Regions from separate parts of the Mus musculus genome. Here regions 2 and 3 are each linked to region 1. The links are chromatin contacts, called in public promoter capture Hi-C maps. All regions are on one chromosome and are shown on one strand. Each heading gives the region's core, a stretch centred on a gene start, on an enhancer-like site or on the middle of the called end of the contact. The rest is flanking DNA. Distances are from core to core; before and after follow the strand shown. Region 1 holds the start of Dhrs11 (dehydrogenase/reductase (SDR family) member 11). Region 2 holds the start of Heatr6 (HEAT repeat containing 6). Region 3 holds the start of AI662270 (expressed sequence AI662270).

Region 1 (2,700 bases), core at 145-2,644:
GGGGCTGGGCCCTGTGCTTCTCCAGGGAAGGAGAAGGGTGAAGTGAGGCAATGGTGGAGGCAGGTGACCTTGGGATTATCTGAGAGGCTATAAAGTGTACCTTTGGCCAGTAGCTGGGGAGGGGACAGTCCTCCTTCCTGCAACAACTTCTCCCTTTGCCTCCACCCAAGGCCTCCTTACCCTTTTCTGTCAGAGGACTTTGAGCCATGGTGAAGATAGAGCCCTGCAGGTGGTCCTGCCAGGGCAAATAATGGGAATTTCTCTTGTCTTCTCCCAAATGGCATCTCCTCCCTATCTTTTCTGATCTGATGCTGCTCATAACTCCAGGAACCCCCAAAAGAATGTTAAGAGAAAAACTAGGGAGTTCTGGATCCGTAACATTTTATTTTCTCAAGACTTACAGGTTTAATGCCCTATTTCACCTACTCAGTCCCACCTAGGAAAATGAATCAGAAAAGAGAGAGAGAGAGAGAGAGAGAGAGAGAGAGAGAGAGAGAGAGAGAGAGAGAAAGAGATCTACAAGTAAATATTCCATTCACTCTTTAGGCTCATGGCATGTGAGTTGAGCTCAGATTTGAATTAAAAGGAGAGCTAGCTTCCACCCTAACCTCACCCTCAGTCATGGGTCAAACACTAGCTTCTTGTTCATTGGTTGGCCAGCACTTTACTCGGTGTGGCTTGGGTGAGGTTTGGGGACAAGATGAAACTAACCTAGTCACTTAGACTAGCCAGTTTTTTTTTTTTTTTCTTTTCTTTTTTTCCCCCTTCTCCCTGGCTGCCTAGCTAGCCCTTGACCTCTGGCTTCCTCTTTCACCTGCCAGTATAGGGGGCACAAGATGGCAGGGGTAAGGGAAGAGAATACCAGGGGTCAGGATTTGGTACTCTGCTGCGACACGAACTATCAGGAGTGAATGGCTCTTATAAAAATAGAACTTAGAGAGAACTTAGGTCCTCTCGCTACTAAACAGCACTCCTGCTCTCAAGGCCGTTGCAAATGGCCCTAGGGTAGTAGGCTCAAAAAGAGCAGGGTCTCTGGCTCCGGCCACGGCAACTCTCCCTCCCCTCACTCAAAGCCCTGCCCCATGGAAACGACGTACTCCCCCCTCCCCCAAGAGCGTCCCCGCTGCCTGGCGGAGCCTTACCTCGATGTTGCCAACGGTGCGGGCACAACCCACAACCTTCAGTCCCTGCTGGACTAATGCCCGGGCCACGGCCGCACCGATGCCCCCCGAGGCTCCCGTCACCAGTGCCAGCCGGTCGCGCCACCGCTCCATGCCAGCTCTAGTCATGGTCCCGAGCCGTCTGCCCACCTCGTTCGGCGAACCAGGCACTGGGAGCGGGGAGCTTAGTCTGGGGTTACTGAAGATCGGTGGCTCCCTGGTCACTGCAGTGGGGGACGCCGGCAACTTGGAGTTGCGCCTAGACCCACCCACTATTGGCCCGGCCTCCGGCCCGGGCTCCGCCCTCGGGACCTCCGCATTGGGCCACATGGCGTCCGAGTGGCCACCTTTTCCGGACACGCCCACGCCCGCGCACGAGCCCGTCCTTCCCGCGACAGGCGGAAACCGCACAGCCTTGAGGATAGGGGCCCACCGCGGAAGTGGGGCCTGACAGCCGGTGGAGTTGCTTTTACCGTGAGCGCTTCCCTTTGCGGTGGAGAGCCTCCATCTGCGAGGAAGAGGACGCACGCTCGCACGCACTCAAGGCCTCCTTTGCTCAATCAGCCCTACTTCCAAAGGCCTGAGGACAGGATGGGGGATCTAAAGGTTACTCCAGTGCCCTCCCAAACCACTGGTGACTGACAGTAAGGATTCAATCCAAAAAGCTTAAGGGCCTCTGCCATCAAGGCCAGTTGACCTGAGGAAGGGTTATTGTTCACTGTACCTGATCCTTTGGCTTCACTGGCCAAGTAAATGGTTAAAATACCCAAGTACTCTACACCTAAATGGCACCACGTCTTCAACCGTCCTTGACATCAACCACTCCCAGTCCTACAACGGCGCAAATGTTACACGATGTACATCAATAGTCACCCGCAGAAGCTGACAACTTGAATATCACGTGGTAGCCATAACTTTAAACAGCATGCATAATATACCCTTATAAGATTTTTGAGCCGGGCGTGGTGGCTCATGCCTTTAATCCCAGCACTCGGGAGGCAGAGGCAGGTGGATTTCTCAGTTTGAGGCCAGCCTGGTCTACAGAGTGAGTTCCAGGACAGCCAGGGCTATACAGGGAAACCCTGTCTCGAAAAAAACAACAAAAACAATATTTTTGTTTTTCTTTTGTGCAGGAGCCAACAGAGCTCTACCACAAGGCATGGTGGCACAAGCCGGTAAGGGGACATAAGAGACAGGTCCACGAGTTCAAGGCCATCCTTTAGTAGAGAGTGAATTCCAGGCCAACTGAAACATGAGCCCCTTTCTCAAACACAGTAAGTATACTGGCACATTAAGTGTGAAAAACAACAAAACAAAACAAAACAAAACAAAACAAACAAAAAAAAGAGAAGTGTGATGAAGGCTAGAGAGATGGCTCAGCAGTTAAGAGCACTAGCTGCTCTTCCAGAGGTCCCGAGTTCAATTCCCAGCAAGCACATGGTGGTGGCTCACAACTATCGAAAAAGGTCCGATGCCCTCTTCTGGTGTGTCTGAAGACACCAACAGTGTACCCATACATGCCTGATAATGCCAGCTGGTG
Region 2 (2,700 bases), core at 140-2,639, 1.1 Mb before region 1:
CTGGCCCCCAGCACCAAAGTGTTCATGTTCAGAGTATTTATCTATCCAGCCCACCTGTAGTGCTTTCTGGCTTTCTGATGGTGCTATGGATTTCCAGCATCAAGATCTAATGTTTCTCATTGCACTCTGGGCAGTAGCCAGGTACCCAAAACAGCAGGTCTCGTGTATAATTTTTATATCTATTTCTCCAACAAAGAATTTTCTCAAAGGCCATCTTCCCTGATTACTGTTCATTTCTTCCTATAGCTTCTACCTGGAAAAAAAAATGTGTCTGTTTGGAGCTCTGTGACCAAGAAAACAGTTGAAAATGGAGGCCATGTATGGAGATTACAAGCAGCACAGTGGAGTGGGACAAGGAGTTGTTTCTTTTAATAAATCATTAATGTAAAAGTCTCAACACTTCTTGAGTTATTTTCTTGGAGGTTGTTATGGTTTGAATATGACACGTCTCCCTGGTCCATAGTTGATTGTACTGTTTGGGAAGAAGGGGCCATGCTGGAGGAGATAGGTCAACGGGGTATTTTGTCCTGGGCTTGACATGTTTCTTGTTGTTTCCTGGTTGCTTTAGGTGAGAAGCCTCAACCAAATACCCCTGCTGTCACGATCATTCTCCTTTACTACAAAGCAGCAGATTCAGTCAAGCATAGCCTTAAACCACCTAAAATAGTGCACCAAAAAATTAATAATAATAATAATAATAATAATAATAAATCCTCCTTCCTTTAAACTGTTCCTCTCAGTTATCTAATCCTAATCGTGAAAAAGCTACTAATGTCAATACGTTAAGTTTTTGTCTTAGTCAGGGTTTCTATTCCTGCACAAACATCATGACCAAGAAGCAAGTCAGGGAGGAAAGGATTTATTCAGGTTACAATTTCCACATTGCTGTTGATCGCCAAAGGATGTCAGGACAGGAACTCAAGCAGGTCAGGAAGCAGGAGCTGATGCAGAGGACATGGAGGGATGTTACTTACTGGCTTGCTTCTTCTGGCTTGCTCAGCCTGCTCTCTTATAGAACCAAGACTACCAGCCCAGAGATGGTCCCACCCACAAGGGGCCCTTCTCCCTTGATCACTAATTGAGAAAATGCTCCACAGCTGGATCTCATGGAGGCACTTACTTCCCCAACTGAAGCTCCTTTCTCTGTGATAACTCCAGCTTGTGTCCTATCAGAACATCAAGAGTAGAAGGAAGCCATATAGCTCACTTTTCTGTCACTGCCATGTAGAAGAGTGCTCTCCAACTCCAGCCAGAATCTGAAACTCTAGCAACGTCAGCCCTGCCCAAGAGCAAACTTTCTGAGAGGGTAAGGGGTGGTGGGTGGCCTTATTTCTGCTGCCTTTTACCTATCCTAATCACAGAACGACTTGCAACCTACAGTTCAAATGATGGCTTTCCGGAACTGGAGCACACACCCAGGCCCTGCCCCAAGCGGTGCCCCGGAAGTATTTCCCAGGCTTTCTCACGGAGGAAAAATGGCGGCGGTGCAGGTCGCCGCCTCTCTTCCTTGTGGGCAGCCGCGAGAGGCCCCGCGGGAACTGTCGCCGGAGCAGGACGATGGGTTCCGCCGCTTGTCTGCCAGGCTCCGCGCGCTGCAGCCGGATGACAGCACCGTGTCCCGCATGGAGATTCACCTGCTCTTCGACCAGCTCATCTCCGAGAACTACAGCGAGGGCGGCGGCGTGGCCCCCGAGGTAGGCGGCGCGCCTCATCCTGCCCGGACAACGGCTGGTTCCTCCCTCCGGCCCCTCCGGCTCTCACCCACGTCCCGGATGACTTAGTTCCAGGCTGGCTTTCTCCCTCGGTCCGTGCCATATCTCTCTGCCCTCCATCTGAAAGCTTGCAAGCCAGCATCTTTTCAAAGGCTTCTGCTCTGACGCCCTCAGCTGCCATCCCTGGTGAGCGACTCCGGGAATGTCGGAGCGAGGGTAGTCTTAGTTGATTTCGCTGATGTACGCACTGAAGCTCACAAGAGATCCAGCGTCACGGTTTGGGCAAATGGCAGAGCTAGATTGGAACCTAAATTTGTCGTAAGGCCTGTATTTTCTGTTTTGTTTCGGCACTAGCTCTCGTTTGCTTCCACTTCTCCTGTCAGGATCATCTCATTCATACACATCCGCTCTTGTATATCACTGATTCCCAGAACCCCTGAGCCAGTCCTACCTGCGAGCATCTCAAACTTGATAGCTCGTATAGATGAATACATTGTCTCCCATACTCCTAATCCCCTATTCATTCTACCCTACCCCACCCCAAATACACACAAGGCATGCACACTGCTTCTTTTCTTTACCCTGGAGCCTGTTGGATTAAAATTCTTCAGTCTGTCTCAAACATGTTTCTCAGTTCACACTCTTCTCTCCCTAGTCTCTCACTGATCTTCCTCTATTCTAGCCCCATTCCAGACTATTCTTTGCCAGAGTCTGCTATTGGAAAAACAAAAACAAAAAACAAACAAAACGCATACAAGTGTACGCATAATCAGAGATTTTCTATGTATATTGGCAAATGGCAGAAGCAAGCGGCCAAACAGTAAGAGAAAAATATGGGGCTTAAGGATGTAAAGGGGAAAAGAATCCCGAGCAGCTCACCACGGATAAGGGAGCAGAGTGGAACTAAGTGAAATTAAGGGAGCTTTTTATTTATATACTTGGCTATTTTGCACAACAACAACAACAAAATGTGTGCCTTTCCATTCTT
Region 3 (2,700 bases), core at 198-2,697, 1.6 Mb before region 1:
TTCATACACATAAGATCCACATCTAAACATACAGGGTAGAAATCAGACTCATCCATAGCTTGGACAGGAGCTGGTTCTGGCCTGATGCAGAAGAGGGACAAGGCAGTTTGGCAGTGCCTGGCTTCCATGTGGGACCCCAGGTTTTACAAAGCTCTCCATTGAGCCCGGGGATTTACTTGTGAATCCTTCATCCAACCCCATCCCCTTATGCATACTCAGTGTTCTGAGATGTGAAGTTTTTATCAATGCAGTTTTCCTGCTCCCAAGAAGCAGCTGAAGGTGGAGCTAGGCACCACCTGGAGCCCTGGGTGCAGCTGTGCCTTACAGCCCTGAGTCAGAACATACAAACATAGGATAGATACATAAGAGAGGACAATGACATGTAACGATTGGACTTCTTTCCTTCAGAGGTCCATCAGTCCCTCTTGTGTCATCTAGTTTCATAGCCTTCCAAGTCTTAACACACAAAGATGGATCAGATATTGACTTAAGAGACCAAAATATACATGACATCAAAGACAACTGTAACAAATGACTAGTGTCTCATAGAGGTTCCATCAGTCTGACAAGGAGAATGTAATGGACAGGAGTCTGTTTCAGAGGCATCCTTGCATAATCCCTGGAGTACCAGGCATCCTGGGGAATTCTCACTTTAGCTGTGCAACTAGACATTGGAACACTGATGACTGTGCCAGGTCCTTGGCCACTCTGATTTCTGCCTCCCAGCATCGCCTGAGTGCATCTGCAGGGTTTATGTTTATACTGGGTTTTGCTGGGAAAAAAAAAAATGAACGCAACCACTTCAGGCCAAATTTAAAGCAAACATTTATGAAATATTAAATACGGACCAAGACTACTGAGAGGAGCTTACAGGCTTGCTGTATGGAATCTTCTCAGGAGAGAGAAGACAAAAGGTCATGACTCTTGATTTCATCCACTGGCCAGCACTGAGTAAAACCAGGACTAACGATCTGGCACCAAAGGTAAAAGCAAAATCCTTGTAGTTGAGTTAGGGGTGCATTATGTGAAGGTGGCTCTCTATATACTCAATGTTGAGGGATAAACCATCAGCAAACTAAGCACTAGCCAGACAGCTGAGTGCGAGCCGGATCTTGGTATTATTTCTTTTTTTGTTGTTGTCGGGGTTTTTTTGTTTTTGTTTTTTTGTTTTGTTATGTTTTTTTGTTTTTTTCGAGACAGGGTTTCTCTGTGTAGCCCTGGCTGTCACTGGCACTCACTTTGTAGACCAGGCTGGCCTCGAACTCAGAAATCTGCCTGCCTCTTAGTATTATTTCTGTGGCCTATCAGAGGTCCTATATTTTGTAAATATTAGACCTTCTTTACTTGCTTATTGGCTGTAATAAAGAGCTGACAGCCAATAGCTGGGCAGAGAGTGGAGGGCAGAACTTCCTGGGGAGGGACTCTGGAAAAAGAAAGCAAAGGCGCCAAAGTCGCCTGGGGCCTCGGAGATGAAAGATGGACCTGAACAGGAGCAGAGACGCAGAGCTGGCCACACATGGAAGGTAATGCCAGGACAAATCGGGATGAACTAGAAAGTTGGTTGGAAATCTGCCCAGCTATAGGCTTAAGCTTTAAAATACCCGATAGCCTCTGTGTCATCATTTGTACTGCTTCTGGGTCAGAAAGTCCTGCTATATAACTGAAATCACACGGGGGGCCTCTTTAGAAGAAACTGACCAGTGCGGAAGGAACAATATCCTCAGATCATGGAGAGCAAGAGAAGGAAACACAGAAAATAACCATGAGGCCTGAGAAATGTTTTGAATGTATGTGAGATTTATCACATCCTTCCTGCAACCGCTCCTGTCACCCTCCCTGAAGGCTGTCAAGAAAGGACAAGGAGACCAGCATGTGGTTTTAGTTTCTGCCACAAGGCTCACATGAGTCCCTCTGTATCGCCTGGCTGGCCCTTCCTTCCTCCGCATCCAGGCTAACTTTAAAATCCAACCTGAAGGTTTTAAAAATCCAATTATAAGTTAGCCTATATATTAGATGGGGGGGGGGGGGAGGAAACTTCATATTAAAAGCCCTGTATAAAATGCACTCTTTACTGCATTGAGTTTGGTCAAGAGTTTTCGTGGCTGCCTGTTAGTTTGTGTTACCAAAACGAAACATTGAAACATCGGCATGGAAGTTTCTTCTAGGAGCCTGCCCCCAGTTGGTAAGTGAGGAAACATGCATGCCCCTGCCTGAATTAAGGGGGAGGGTTGGGTACAAAAGCAGGAAGTACGTAAAGATATGTGTTTGCTTCTAATTGGACCTGATGGGAAAGCCAAATGGCTTTATGGGTATACGCCTTTAGATGACTCTGCAAACTACCTCTGCCGCCATTTTCTGGGGACCCGGAGTGGTTCTGGGCAAAATCCTTCATCTTGGCTGAATGAAAAAGAGAAAGAAAGAAAGAAAACATGACTGGTCCTGGTTTTCGGCGCCATGTGTATGAGAAAAAGAAATAAAAAGAAAGGAAGAGGACTGGTCCCAGGTATAGTGGAAGAGAAAGTTTGTGGATTGAAAGGGAGGCAGAGCCACGGGGCAGAATCTTCTTGGAGCGTCCAGAATGAACATGTCCCTAGCTTTTTTAGGAGATGGAGGAGAGGGAGGGAGGAAAGAGAGGTACCAGGTGCAGCAGCCCGGGTTGGCATTTTGTCTAGGCTCTGCCCACAGTTTCTGGCAACAGCC

Evidence for each region. Promoter capture Hi-C pulls out the DNA fragments that hold promoters and counts their contacts.
Region 2: a contact with region 1 is called in a promoter capture Hi-C map of hippocampal neurons, with 5 times the contacts expected there. The contact joins the promoter of Heatr6 here to the promoter of Dhrs11 in region 1. A contact is called at or near these places in 10 of 39 promoter capture datasets (the 3T3-L1 cell line, 3T3-L1-derived adipocytes, the HPC-7 cell line and 5 more) and 5 of 115 datasets of contacts at active chromatin or transcription factors (astrocytes, embryonic forebrain, embryonic midbrain and 2 more).
Region 3: a contact with region 1 is called in a promoter capture Hi-C map of pre-B cells, with 4 times the contacts expected there. The contact joins the promoter of AI662270 here to the promoter of Dhrs11 in region 1. A contact is called at or near these places in 1 of 39 promoter capture datasets (pre-B cells) and 1 of 484 Hi-C or Micro-C datasets (B cells).

What each region holds. Positions count from the first base shown.
Region 1 is chr11:84,827,609-84,830,308 of GRCm38.p6, forward strand. Dhrs11 (dehydrogenase/reductase (SDR family) member 11) reads right to left here and starts at 1,395. Exons shown (of 7, transcript NM_177564.5): 1 at 1,143-1,395. The coding sequence starts at 1,289. 4930502E09Rik (RIKEN cDNA 4930502E09 gene) reads left to right here and starts at 1,570. Exons shown (of 3, transcript NR_046281.1): 1 at 1,570-1,804; 2 at 2,294-2,434.
Region 2 is chr11:83,752,248-83,754,947 of GRCm38.p6, forward strand. Heatr6 (HEAT repeat containing 6) reads left to right here and starts at 1,390. Exons shown (of 20, transcript NM_145432.3): 1 at 1,390-1,694. The coding sequence starts at 1,476. It overlaps Wfdc21 (WAP four-disulfide core domain 21), which reads left to right. Exons shown (of 3, transcript NM_183249.2): 3 at 247-399.
Region 3 is chr11:83,222,129-83,224,828 of GRCm38.p6, forward strand. It overlaps AI662270 (expressed sequence AI662270), which reads left to right and starts at 1,448. Exons shown (of 4, transcript NR_015519.1): 1 at 1,448-1,523; 2 at 2,082-2,182; 3 at 2,324-2,503.